Regions from separate parts of the Mus musculus genome. Here region 1 is linked to region 2. A link is a contact called in public promoter capture Hi-C data. All regions are on one chromosome and are shown on one strand. Each heading gives the region's core, a stretch centred on a gene start, on an enhancer-like site or on the middle of the called end of the contact. The rest is flanking DNA. Distances are from core to core; before and after follow the strand shown. Region 1 holds the start of Atp8b2 (ATPase, class I, type 8B, member 2). Region 2 holds the start of Arhgef2 (rho/rac guanine nucleotide exchange factor (GEF) 2).

The links. Promoter capture Hi-C pulls out the DNA fragments that hold promoters and counts their contacts.
Region 1: a contact with region 2 is called in a promoter capture Hi-C map of cranial neural crest. The contact joins the promoter of Atp8b2 here to the promoter of Arhgef2 in region 2. A contact is called at or near these places in 4 of 39 promoter capture datasets (cranial neural crest, liver and pre-B cells).

What each region holds. Positions count from the first base shown.
Region 1 is chr3:89,959,474-89,964,855 of GRCm38.p6, reverse strand. It overlaps Atp8b2 (ATPase, class I, type 8B, member 2), which reads left to right and starts at 1,518. Exons shown (of 28, transcript NM_001081182.3): 1 at 1,518-1,699; 2 at 3,715-3,781. The coding sequence starts at 3,751. It also overlaps the pseudogene Aqp10-ps.
Region 2 is chr3:88,619,781-88,625,622 of GRCm38.p6, reverse strand. Arhgef2 (rho/rac guanine nucleotide exchange factor (GEF) 2) reads right to left here and starts at 4,464. Exons shown (of 22, transcript NM_008487.4): 1 at 4,302-4,464. The coding sequence starts at 4,364. It overlaps Gm20652 (a long non-coding RNA gene), which reads left to right and starts at 4,518. Exons shown (of 2, transcript XR_375820.2): 1 at 4,518-4,592.

The DNA of each region.
Region 1 (5,382 bases), core at 269-2,768, 1.3 Mb before region 2:
GTGGGGGCCACCCTGGGCACAGCCGAATACCAGCTCCTGGTGGCTCTGCACCATCCTGAGGATTTAGAACCATTTCCAAAGGTGATGGCATCTCAACTCAAGGCTTCAGACTTGGTTACTCTAGCTCAGCTGGAGTGTAAGCTGTGACAAGGACCAATCTTATCCCACTCTGCAAGAGCACCATGAGCTGGCCAGCACGCAAGACAGATATTCTTTGTATTACTATGCCAGACTAGGACACTTCTGTTTACCACTCCTGAAGGACTCCAGACTGGTCTTCTACCCTGGGAGCTTCCAGGCACGCAGTTCCTTAAAGGAGCCGCCAGAGGGTGTGCACGCTGGCTTTGGGAAGGTTTCTAGAATCGGGTGGGTGGAGGGATCCTAGGATCCTTTGAGGGGTAGGGCCTGGGAGCTTCTCGAGAGAAGCTTGGTTTCCTCTACTCTCCCTTCTTCACTTTTTCGTCTTAAGACGAGGTCTCCCTATGGAGTACTGAAATCTTCTATGCAGACCATAACGGCTTTGACTTCAGCGTGTTACTCAACACACCTAACAAGAGTGAATCTTTTTTTTTTTTAATGGTTTTTCGAGACAGGGTTTCTCTGTATAGCTCTGGCTGTCCTGGAACTTTTTGTAGACCAGGCTGGCCTCCAATTCAGAAATCCGCCTGCCTCTGCCTCGGAGTGCTGGGATCGAAGGCGCACGCTGGGACCAAAGGCATGCGCCACCACGCCCGGTTTAAGAGTGAATCTTTTTAACAAACAAAACCCAGTTTAAGTTTGACTCGGAAGTGATGGAGCACGCCTAGGGTCTCTGAGAATTTCAGGCCTTTCAGAGCTACATAGTGAGACATCCCCTCCCACTGACTCAAAACAACAACAACAACACAACAAAACCACTCGTACTTTGTGGCATTAGGGATTTGATTTAGGGCCTAGGCAAGGGCTCTGCCTCGGAGCTATCTTCCTGTCTTCTGGCTGCCAGCTCGGGAAATCTCTACGTTTCCTACCTTTGGCCTGACAGGAGCGCCAACGACCTCAGATAGTTCTTCGAGGTGTGTGTGTCCGCGCGCGTAATATACCACCCAAGGGAATGTGGTAAGGGGCAAAGTCAACTACTTATCGTCAGGAGAACCAAGTGGAGAAACTGAGGCACAACTCCCAGTCAATGCATAGCTGTGCCTTTTCAGGAAGTGAAAGGCCTTGAGATGAGCCAGGGCGAGGAGGGAAGCACAGCAGAGACTTGGGCTAGAGAGAAGTGTGCTACGGGGCTTCTTCATCACTACTCCCGCATCAGGCTCCTCCCCGAAGATGGTTTCTGGCAGAGAAAGCAGCATTCGCTCGGTTTCTGGCTTCCAAAATAAAGCAGCAGCATCCCAGCGTCCTCCAGCCTCGCCGATTGTGTGCGTGTCCCGGCTGGAGCTTGGGACCCCCCCCTTCCCTACGCACCAAGATGGCGCACGCCGCGCCCCTCACCTCCCCAAAGCCCCTCCCGCCCCCCGCCCGTGGCCGCAGCCGTCACTTCCGCCCCGCGGCCGAAACTGACACAAAGTAGCGGGCCGGGGCCCCGGGGGGGTCAGGAGAGCCGGGCTGCTGTGGGGGGGCGGGAGCCTGCGGGCAGCGGAGCCGAGCGCCCCCGCCCCAGCCCCCGGCATGGGCCGGACGGGGCCGCCGGGCCGAGCGCCGCGCGCGGAGCGCTAAGGTAAGGCGCTGCCACCGTGGGGCCGGGGGTGTGGACCGGGAGGGTCGGCTCTGGGAGGCGCGGGCAGCGGTGCCACGGGGAGCGGCTGTGGGAGGCTGGAGAGAAGGGCTACCAGGATGGAGAGAACCGGTAGCTGTGCGCAAGCTGGGAAAATGGGGCCCCGAAGGGGCGTGCGGAGCTGGGGTGTGAGGAGTAACCTGGTGCCAGCCTTTAGGTGCCTAGAGAGGGAGTTTGGGGCTGATAGGATTTGTCCCGGGAAGGTGGAGGTCTCTCTGTGCCCCAGGAAAACCAAGGGTGCCAGGGATGTTAGCTTTGGGAGCTCAGAGCTGTGTGGTGGGTCCTGGATACTGTCCTTGGAGAGGGAAGGAAGGTGGCCTCCGGTATTATTGTTTTCTCCTGTCTCGTCTATCTGCTAGCTTCCCCTGAAAAGGCTCTTGGTTGGAAAGGAGCGGAGGCCAGACCCAGAGGAGGAGTCTTTTTTCCTTCGTGGAGCGCTGCCTCTTTCCCATGGCTGGCTATTTTTATCCCAGATGTGGCTGCAGAGGGGGCTGGGGTAGGGTGACGGGGCAAGGCGACGTGGCTGGTGGGCCTAGTCGGTTTAGAAAACCAGGATATCCTGAGAGGGGGACCTTGTTACTGCACCCCTCTCGAGGATTGGGGCCAAAGTTGTTCTCAGTCTCCCCAGGGTCCTAGAGGTAAAAGTACTTTCCTGATCTGTATCCAGACTTGACGCTTGATGGTCAGCTTGCTCCACTGTTAACTCTTTCCAAGAAGGAAGACCCAGATGTTAGGGCTAACGATGCTTGATAGCCTCCCACTCGAGTGGGGCTGGGTAGGAGCCAGCAATGCCCACCCTGCATCCTCTCCTTTAGCGTCTGGTTCCACACTCCACCCTCCCCGTGACTCATGCTCTAGATTGGGTGGAGACCCTGGCTGGGGCCCTGGAAGAGGGTTTGGCATCGCCAAATTGTTCATGAGGTTTTTCTTCCAGAGCCAAGGGGGCAGCCACTGTTGCTTGCCACAGTTGTGGAGAGTCAGGAGTGAAAAGGACTTAGTGCCCCTCAGGACTGTCTGCTCTGAGGTCAAGGAGGGAGTGCACATTAGTGAAGGGAGAGCGGGAGAGGATGGCTGGGCTAGGACCACAGTCAGTAATTACAGAGATTGGGCAGACAGGCAATTAGTATCTCTTGGGACTGACAGGCTAGAGGCAAGGGAACTAAGGAGGGGCAAGGCTTTCCATCTGAAGGAAGAGGAGTTTCCTGTGGCCTGGACTTACACCTTTTTAGGAGAAAGTACATGAGAGGGTGGGAGGAAGCAGAGGCTCTCTTGAGCCTGTTCTTAGTGTCATTCTGACTGGAGTAGACTCGGGGTGAGAGAGAATGGTGACCCCTTAGCAGGACTGGGAAGACCTCTCTGATGGCCCCAGAGGGTGGCTGGACAAGATTGAGAGGAAATGGTTTGAGGACTGTCTGCAGGAAGTGGTGGCCATGTGTCTGATGAGAACCCTCCTGGGGAGGAGGTGATAATGGAAGCCCCAGTAATGAAAGTAGGGGTGGGGACATTAGGAGCTTTCTAGAAGGGTGGAACATGGCCACCCTGCTTCCTGATGCTCTGCCAGGTGTTTCCTGGTTCCTAGCTCTCCACCCAACCCACTAGGGCACATTCTGCTTTCTAGTACCGGCAGCAGCTGTCATTGCCACTAGGACGGCACACGGGACAGCCATTGTTCCTCAGGTGGATACCTTGAGAGCTACGTCTCACTTGTTATATCTGGTCTCTTCTAGGCCCTTTCCCTATAGGCTCTGGCTTCTGTAAATTCTCAGTTCCCTCATGTTTTCCAGGACAGAGGGAAGGCCTCCCTTTTCTCTCAGGTTTTCATGTCAGTGCAGGAAGGTGAGCGTTAGTGGAGTTGGAGGAGGTGGGGAGGGCAGGGCAGAGCAGAGCTAGGATAGTTTTCAGAAGGCATCTGATGTGGGCAGTGAAGAATTCTGCGTGTGTCTGTTACTTTCTTGCAGGGTCTCCCATGGATTGCTGGAACCTTGCTGGGTGAGATGGCACTGTGTGCAAAAAAGCGCCCCCCAGGTAAGAGAGGCAAGAAGTGGGTCTCTGGGGGCATGATGAAAATGGCTGTTGTTATGACTGAGGGAGCCAAGGGAAGAGGAAGGACTAGTATGGTTCTGAGAAAAAAGGACTAGGCGTCCTGAGCGGGTAGTTTAAGAAGCTAAATTCATTTCATCCTTGGGCTGATGCTCGGCCGTGATTGCTAGTCACCAACCTCTTAACTCAAAAGCATCTGCAATACCTACTCTTTGGCCTGGGCTCTTGGGCTCTGGCCTCCTTTGCCTACCCACCGGAGTCCTCGGTTTCCCGCGGAAGGAGGGGTTGTCTGTGGGTTGAAAGCCGTTGTCCTGGACAACGCGGGCGGTCCGCTCTCCCGCATTGGCTGGGAGAGGGGGCGGGGCCATGCGCTGGCTTTCGCCTACGCGGCACTGGCAGGCTTCGGCTCTGCAGTGGGAGCAGGTGGGGCGGAGCCTGGGGCGTGGGCTCCAGGTCCGGGCCACTCGGAGCTCGCCTCAGTCCTGAGGTTCGGGAGCGGAGCTCCTGCAGAGCTGGTGGTCCCAGGCGCAGGTGGCCGTGAGGATGGCTTGGGCTGCGGGTGTCGCTCACGCCCAGCGGCCGGGGCTCCCCTCTGCGTGGCCGCAGCTCTTGCGCCTCCCTGGGGGGCCGCCCCGTAGGCGACGCTGAGGCCCAAGGACAGTCAATGCGCCTTTTAAAAACGGGATCATGACGGTCCCCAAGGAGATACCCGAGAAGTGGGCCCGGGCCGGGGCACCTCCCTCTTGGAGCCAGAAGAAGCCTTCTTGGGGGACAGGTAACGGGGAGGCAGAGTCTGGCAGCTCTCACAAATCTGTAGTTTCCCCCCTCTGACCTCCACATTCCCTTGTCTTTAGCCTCCCTTCCTCCAAAGGGCTCTTTGCGGGCCCTTTGGGACCCTCCTTTTTTCTTGCATGGTGTTTGGAGATTAGGGTCTCAGTAGGAAAGGGGACCCTTTGAGGGAAGTTTCTGGGTGTCAGATGTGTCATTTGTCTGGGGACTCTGTGGCCTGAGGTTTGTTACTGCATTGTGCTTGTTGGGGGAAGAGGTCTGGAATTCTGTCAGATGTAAGGTTGGGCAAGCTTACTGCGTAACCAAGTTACTGTCCCTTTTAAGTCTGAGGGGCTACCCTTCATCGGACACCTCTTATTCTTGGCCCTGGAGTTGGCCCTGCAGCGTGGAGTCTGCGGGGTTTAGGTTGAATGCTGCTAAATAAGGGTCACTAACAGTGATGTTCGCTTTAGAGGAAATACTTGTAAATGGTAGGAAAAAGGTTGCAGTTACTTCTTATCCTCTCTCCATTTCTGCTCAGTCTGCATGACCCACATCTCTGACATACACACCCCCACACTTGAAGATGAGCTTTGCAATAGGATGATGTCATTGTCCACCAGTCAGAAGCTGCTTATGGTGACATGTGACAAGAGACTCCTTTAGAGAGACTGCACGTGGGCCTGGGATGCTGCAGCAGAGTGCTTTTAGGGCACTGTGACCCTCAGTCTTGGCATCACCCACCAAGCTCCTCCCTGCGATTAGGGCAAGGAGAGTGCTGGGTGTAGGTTTGCAGTGGTCTCCACAAGGAAGGAGGC
Region 2 (5,842 bases), core at 3,215-5,714:
TGTCTGAAGACAGTGACATTGTACTCACATATGTAAAATAAATAAATCTTAAAAAAAAAAAAAAGAAAGAAGAAAAGGAAGGAAAGACAGGGTCTCCTGTAGTACCCCTGCTCTAGGGACACCCTTTACTGCCTGTGAGAACCATAGGAACTTCTGTGCCCTTTCCAGTCCTTCCTTTCCCTCTTCCTGGAGCACTCCCAAGCCAGATCTCCTACTCCCTCTGACTGAGTCCTCCCCTGGGGGGGGTCAGAATGTTAACTCAAAACCTCCTTCCATTTTCACACCAAGTCTTGGCCACTGTGGGGAGACAAGTTCTCCCCATCTTGTGCCCTAGGCTAAGAGAAAACAATGATTCACAGAAAGGCAAACCCAGGCTCTGGCTTCCCGGGCTCCTCAGGGTGAGTCAGTGCTGCTCTCCCAGTTCTCACCTCCCTCCTCTCTCCACACCAGGGCCTCTGGGAGATCTGTGTGGTGTTCACAATCACCACTGACTGTGAGAGAGTGGCCTCAGCCTCTTCCTTCAGACTCTTGAAGGAGCCCACTGGGACTAAATGCCCGTGGCTCCACCCTGGACAGCTGAGACTCAGGGTCACTGGTTGTGAAGGGGAAGAAGGGCTGTTGTTGAGCAGTGCAGAGCTTGCAAACTTGGTTTCAATCCCACAAGGGGAAATCTATGAGCTGGAGAGCGAGGAGAGAGAAGATTCCTGATGCGAGTCCAGGAGGACGACTTTGGATGGTCTATTCGAGGCCCTGCTCCTTCAAACACTCCAGAGAAGGAAACGGGGAGACTGGACGCTGAGAGAAGGTAGCCAGATGCAGACAGTAAAGCCCCAGACAGAAACAAAAGAGAAGGCCATCACGGAATACACAAAGGCACTTAGAAAACCTCTGCTTAATGAAGGATGGTAAACCACTGGACAGGGGACTGGGCAGCATCCTGGTGATGTGGGAGAAGGGCACTTAAGTCATAAGCAATAAAATCCAGCTAGATAGAGACTCTGAGACCCAGTTTCCCTGGACCCCAGCCTGCTCCCCACCCAGCCACACCTGTCGGGCCAAGAGAGAGAAGGCAAGAAAAACGCAGACAGACGGGCATTTGTGCAGGCAAACAATAGCTGTGCCAGACTCCCTGCCCTCCTGGCACAAGGCAGGCCAGCTGAGTTGGGAGGGGGTAGCTGCAGCCTGCAGCCCTGCCCCCACCTCCCTAAGGAGACACAAACAAACCCAGAAGGGTCCAGCCAGCACTTCTCAGCCATTTCTCCACCAGCTCCAGAAACCACCACGACCAATTAATTCACTCAAAACCTACATCCTACATCAACACAGAGGCTAAACTTTAAAATGGGAACTACTTCCTTATGTCCACTCAGCTTGGTAAGCACGAATTTTCAAAGATCACCCCTGAGCATCTATGACGGAGAGACACACCCCCAATACAAGAAGCATGGGACAATACTTGGGAATCACAGTTTGATCTGTGCCCTCCCTGATAGAAGGTCACAGTTTTGGTACCAGAAACCAGACCCTCCTTCACCTCCTCTGGTGCCCCTGGGTGTTTTAGGTGCTGCCAGCTATCTTGCAGTCCCTAGGTGACCTCTCTAAGTCTTAGCTCCCTGGGCCCAGCTTTGCCGCTTTCTCCTCACCAAGTGCTTTGCTGAACACCCATGACCCCTACAAGCTTTTTGGATGGCCTCCAGACTTCAGCTTCCTCGAGGACCCAACTCCTCCAGTCTCCCAAACTGTCAGGATTCTTCTTTCCCTCCAGGGCTCCCCCCCAGCCCTGCCCTCCTGGCCCTGCAAACAAAGCCAGCCACCTCTCTGGAACTCAGAACAAAGGCAGCCCGCTCTCCCCGCTCCCCATCACATACAGGGTTCAGGAAGACCCATGGTGCTCCTGGCTTTGTTCTGTGGGCCAAGACGGTTAGGGCTCAGGAAAGTAGGGTGGAGAGATAAGGGGGCCTAAAGATGGAAAGAGCAGCTTTGAGGCTTGAGGAGGTAGGAAGTAGGGCAGAGAGAACTGAGGGGGCGGAGAACAGAAGACAGCCTGGAAGAACAGAAACAATGCAGAGAAAAGGGAAGCAAGCGTGGAGGGGCGGAAGGAGCGATCCTATGCCGATCCTATGCCGGGAAGGAGAAAGGGGCAGGTTACACTTGAATTCTTCCCTCTGAGAAGATATCTCAAAGTAAGGAAAGAGGTGGGGGAGGGCAGCGGATCTCAGGGTTGACCTTTCTCCCTCCCTCGTAGGTATCGGGGAAGACCACGTTCCTCAAATAATCTCATTTCCAGTGGGCCCCTCGACTTCCCAGCACAGTATAAAAAGAAAGGAGACAGCTGGTGCGCTGGGGGGGGGGGGGGAGATCCAGGGTTCGTGGCTAGGAACCAACTCCCCCACTTCAGTAACCACAGCTTTCCGGAGGTGTCCCTCCCCTTCCGACCAGCTCAAACTGACAACCTCCCTCCTTCCCCTGGTCTCTCTACCCTCTCAGAACCACTCACTGGTCTCTGGGAAACCAGTCAGATTCCCTGATCCCTTCTCCATAGCATAGTCAAAAGATAAAAAAGCCAGGAGTCTGGATTTCCAGTTACTGTGTTATGGAAAAAGAAAAAAAGAAAAACAGGGGATGAGATGCCAGGTGTCTGGATTGGAGAAAGGCCCCCTGAGGATGTCTTCGTACAGCCCCACAGGTCTGCCTCTCCTGCCCCCCCCCCCCCAGTGGCTTTCCTTTTTAGGGTGGAACCAAATTTCCGTGCTTTCAAAAAGTTCCCCCCACCCACCCTGGCTTTACTCCAGGGTCTCGCTCAAACGGTTGAAAAAATAAACAGACTCTGGGAGCTGGGGCCTGGCCTGTCGCTAGGGTTTGTTAAGAGCCTGTCTGCCACCCCACAATTCACACTCAGTCACCTCACCCTGGAGCTGCTCAGAGCCCTGCTAGCTTTCTTCCGGTGAGCAGACTCCCATCCCGAAACCCTACAAAAAGCCTCAAACTGAGCTTCCCGCCCCCGAGGCTCTCCACCCCTACCGACCTTCTCCCAGTGTAGCAGTAAAGCAAGTAGCTAAAGCCTGGAACCTTGGAGGAAGGGAGAGGGCAGCTTTCCATTCGCAGAGTGGCTTTCCAGCCTGAAAATGATCTGCTTGGTTGGCTGGCTGCGGGAGGGTCATTACGCTCTCGCTAAGGACAGGGATTAAGATTAAAGCCCTTCCTGCCTTTGCTTTCCGAGAGAGCCTTATAATGTGAGTGTCCTGAGGTACAGGGAGGCGCCGTCCGCCTGAACCAGGCCCCCCTGGCTTCACTTATTCATCTACAAGTCCTCCTCGGCTTCACCACTTCCTGTGAGCTGAGGTGAGGAAAGTCATGGCATTTGGGAGGGCGTCTGAATACAAAGACAGGAATAAAGGACACTTGTAAAGGCGTGCTGGAGAGGTCGTATTGCAGAGTGTGCTGATAATTACACAGCCAGACTCCAGATGACAGGTGAAGGGCCCCCAAGCCGAGGCGATAATCGAAATATGGCTGAGGGGAGTGGGGGAACTGGGTTAACCGAGGCGGCTGGAGAACCAGGAGCCTGGAAGCTGATGAAACAGATAAGGGTGGGAACTACTCTGGGTCCTGGCACCGAGACGCTCAGGATGTGAGAAGGCATCCCAGCGACACAAAGGCAGCTTGCTTCACCTGATGGATCGGTTTGGCCTGGCGGAGAAAATGGGCGGCCGCTTGCTGTCTTGACCCCTAGCCACCCGCCTACCCCAGGCAAGAACTGAATCACAGCTGGAAAGTCCATCCGCAAGAAGAGGAGGAGCTGACTTTTGTCTTGGAGGGGCGGGAAGGTGGGGGAGGGAGCTTGGAAAACACCCCCTCCGGCCCCCTCCACCCGCTGGTGGGGACAAAGGGGGAACGACCGAGCCGGCGCTAGCGGGCACGGCCGCAAGCAACCCCCGGAACTGGGGTGCGGAAAGGGGTGCCCAAGAGCGTCGTCCCTAGGAACCCGACACGCTCGCCCCTCTTTCCCGCTCGATCCCTTACCGGAGCAACTTTCTTCCGAGCGGCCCAAAACACTCGGTCCCGCCGAACCACTGGTAACCCAGCTCAGCTCTCCTAGATCCCCGCACAGAAGCTGCGCGGGTGCTGGAGACGCGGGTCACGTTGCGGTCCTCCAGCCCCCTCCTCACGCGCTCGCAGCCCCACCCACCCCGTCCGGCCGCTGCGCGCGGACTCGGGCGCCCCAGAGCGGGCGGGGGGACGCGGGACGCGGGGCGGAGGCCCAGAGGTCGGCAGGGCGCCCGGTCGCAGAGCCAGCCCACCTTGGTTGCCTGCTCCTTGCTCCGGTCGATCCGCGCGCGAGTGAGGGATTCGATCCGAGACATAATCCAGCGTGAGCCGCGGGAGGACGCGGCGGCCCCGGGTGTCCAGCAACGGCGGGGGAGGGGTCCGGCCGCACGCGTCGGCCTCGGGGACAGGAAGTCTGAGTCCCCTCGCCCCTGCACCCAGCACCAGTTCCTCAAACCCTAGTCTCCTCCCCCACCCGAGCTCAGGAAGGGGAGAGGCGGAGCGGAGGCAGGGCGGGGTACCCGCGCACCGGACGGGACGCCGGGGTTAGTATCGCTGCAGTCTGCTGGACAGGGGTCCTTGGGACAGGTTCGAGGATCCCTTTTCCCTTTAGCGCTTAGGAACACTCTCTGACCTCAGCGACCTCCCTTAGCTCGGCTGTCCTTGAAAAACACCGGCGCCCATTCCGGGTAACTTCACTCTTTAAAGACCCTAAGGGGATTCTATCACCTTATCGGTAACTGGGAGACCTAGCCATAAGGGCTCACTCATCAAACAGGCTTGAGTACACAGACCGCTTTTACAATGTTGGACTGGTATGACAAGAGGGAGGGGGCAATGAAAGGGGAACTAGAAGCTTCATCGTTAACAGGCTTCACTCCCCCAAAAGAGTGAAGAAGGGGACTCCTTTCCAAAAGCTAGGAGTCCACAAGAGAGGGTTTTCCCCTCACCCCCCCCCACCCCCCGCCCAGCTTCTCACCCCTCTGGGCCTTGTGGACCACACTCTGACCATCCTTCTCAGCCCCACCTCTGCCAATTACTTTGGCAGTGAAGGTGAGAAGGCTCCACCTTTCCTGAGGCTAGCTGAGGAAATCCTTCCTTGTGTCCTGACACCAGTTTTCTCTGCCACAGGAGACTATAGAAACAACTTGGCCCTGTCTGGAAACGTTTGAGCTTGCTGAGGAGTGTGGGTGGGTTTTCATTTCTCTGGACCCTTTGAGTCAACCTGAGTTTCCTGCCACTGGGGAAATTCTCCAGTCTGCTCCGTTTCCACCTATCAAGGTCTCCGATTTCTCTGTAAAAACCTGAGCACCCTGGGGCAAAGTTTTGTAAAAATTTAGGGTACTACCTAATCTAGTCCCAAAAGTGTGTGGTAATGAGGGAGGGAGATGGCTAGGCGTGGTGTTGCACAGAGGCAGGGAGATTTCTGAGTTCAAGGCCAGCCTGGTCTACAGAGTGAGTTCCAGGACAGCCAGGGCTACACAGAGAAACCCTGTCTCAAAACACCGAAAAAAAAAAGAAAGAAAGAAAAAAGAAAGAGGGAGGGAGATGAGGCCCAGCCACTGTCACCAGCTTCTGCTCTGTTCTTCTCGGTAGCGGGGCAGGGAGGGTGGTGTTAGGGCTGCAGGTTTCCAGCCCAGCCCTGCACTCCTAGAGTGCCAATTTTAGCCTCAGTCTCTAATTTGGGCTCGGCTGCCTCATCCACCCGCTGTGCTGGTTGGGCTCCTCAGCTCCTCACCCCGGCTCTGCTCCCCTCCCACTCTGCTCCTCTGACCTATCTCCTGCCTAGGAACTC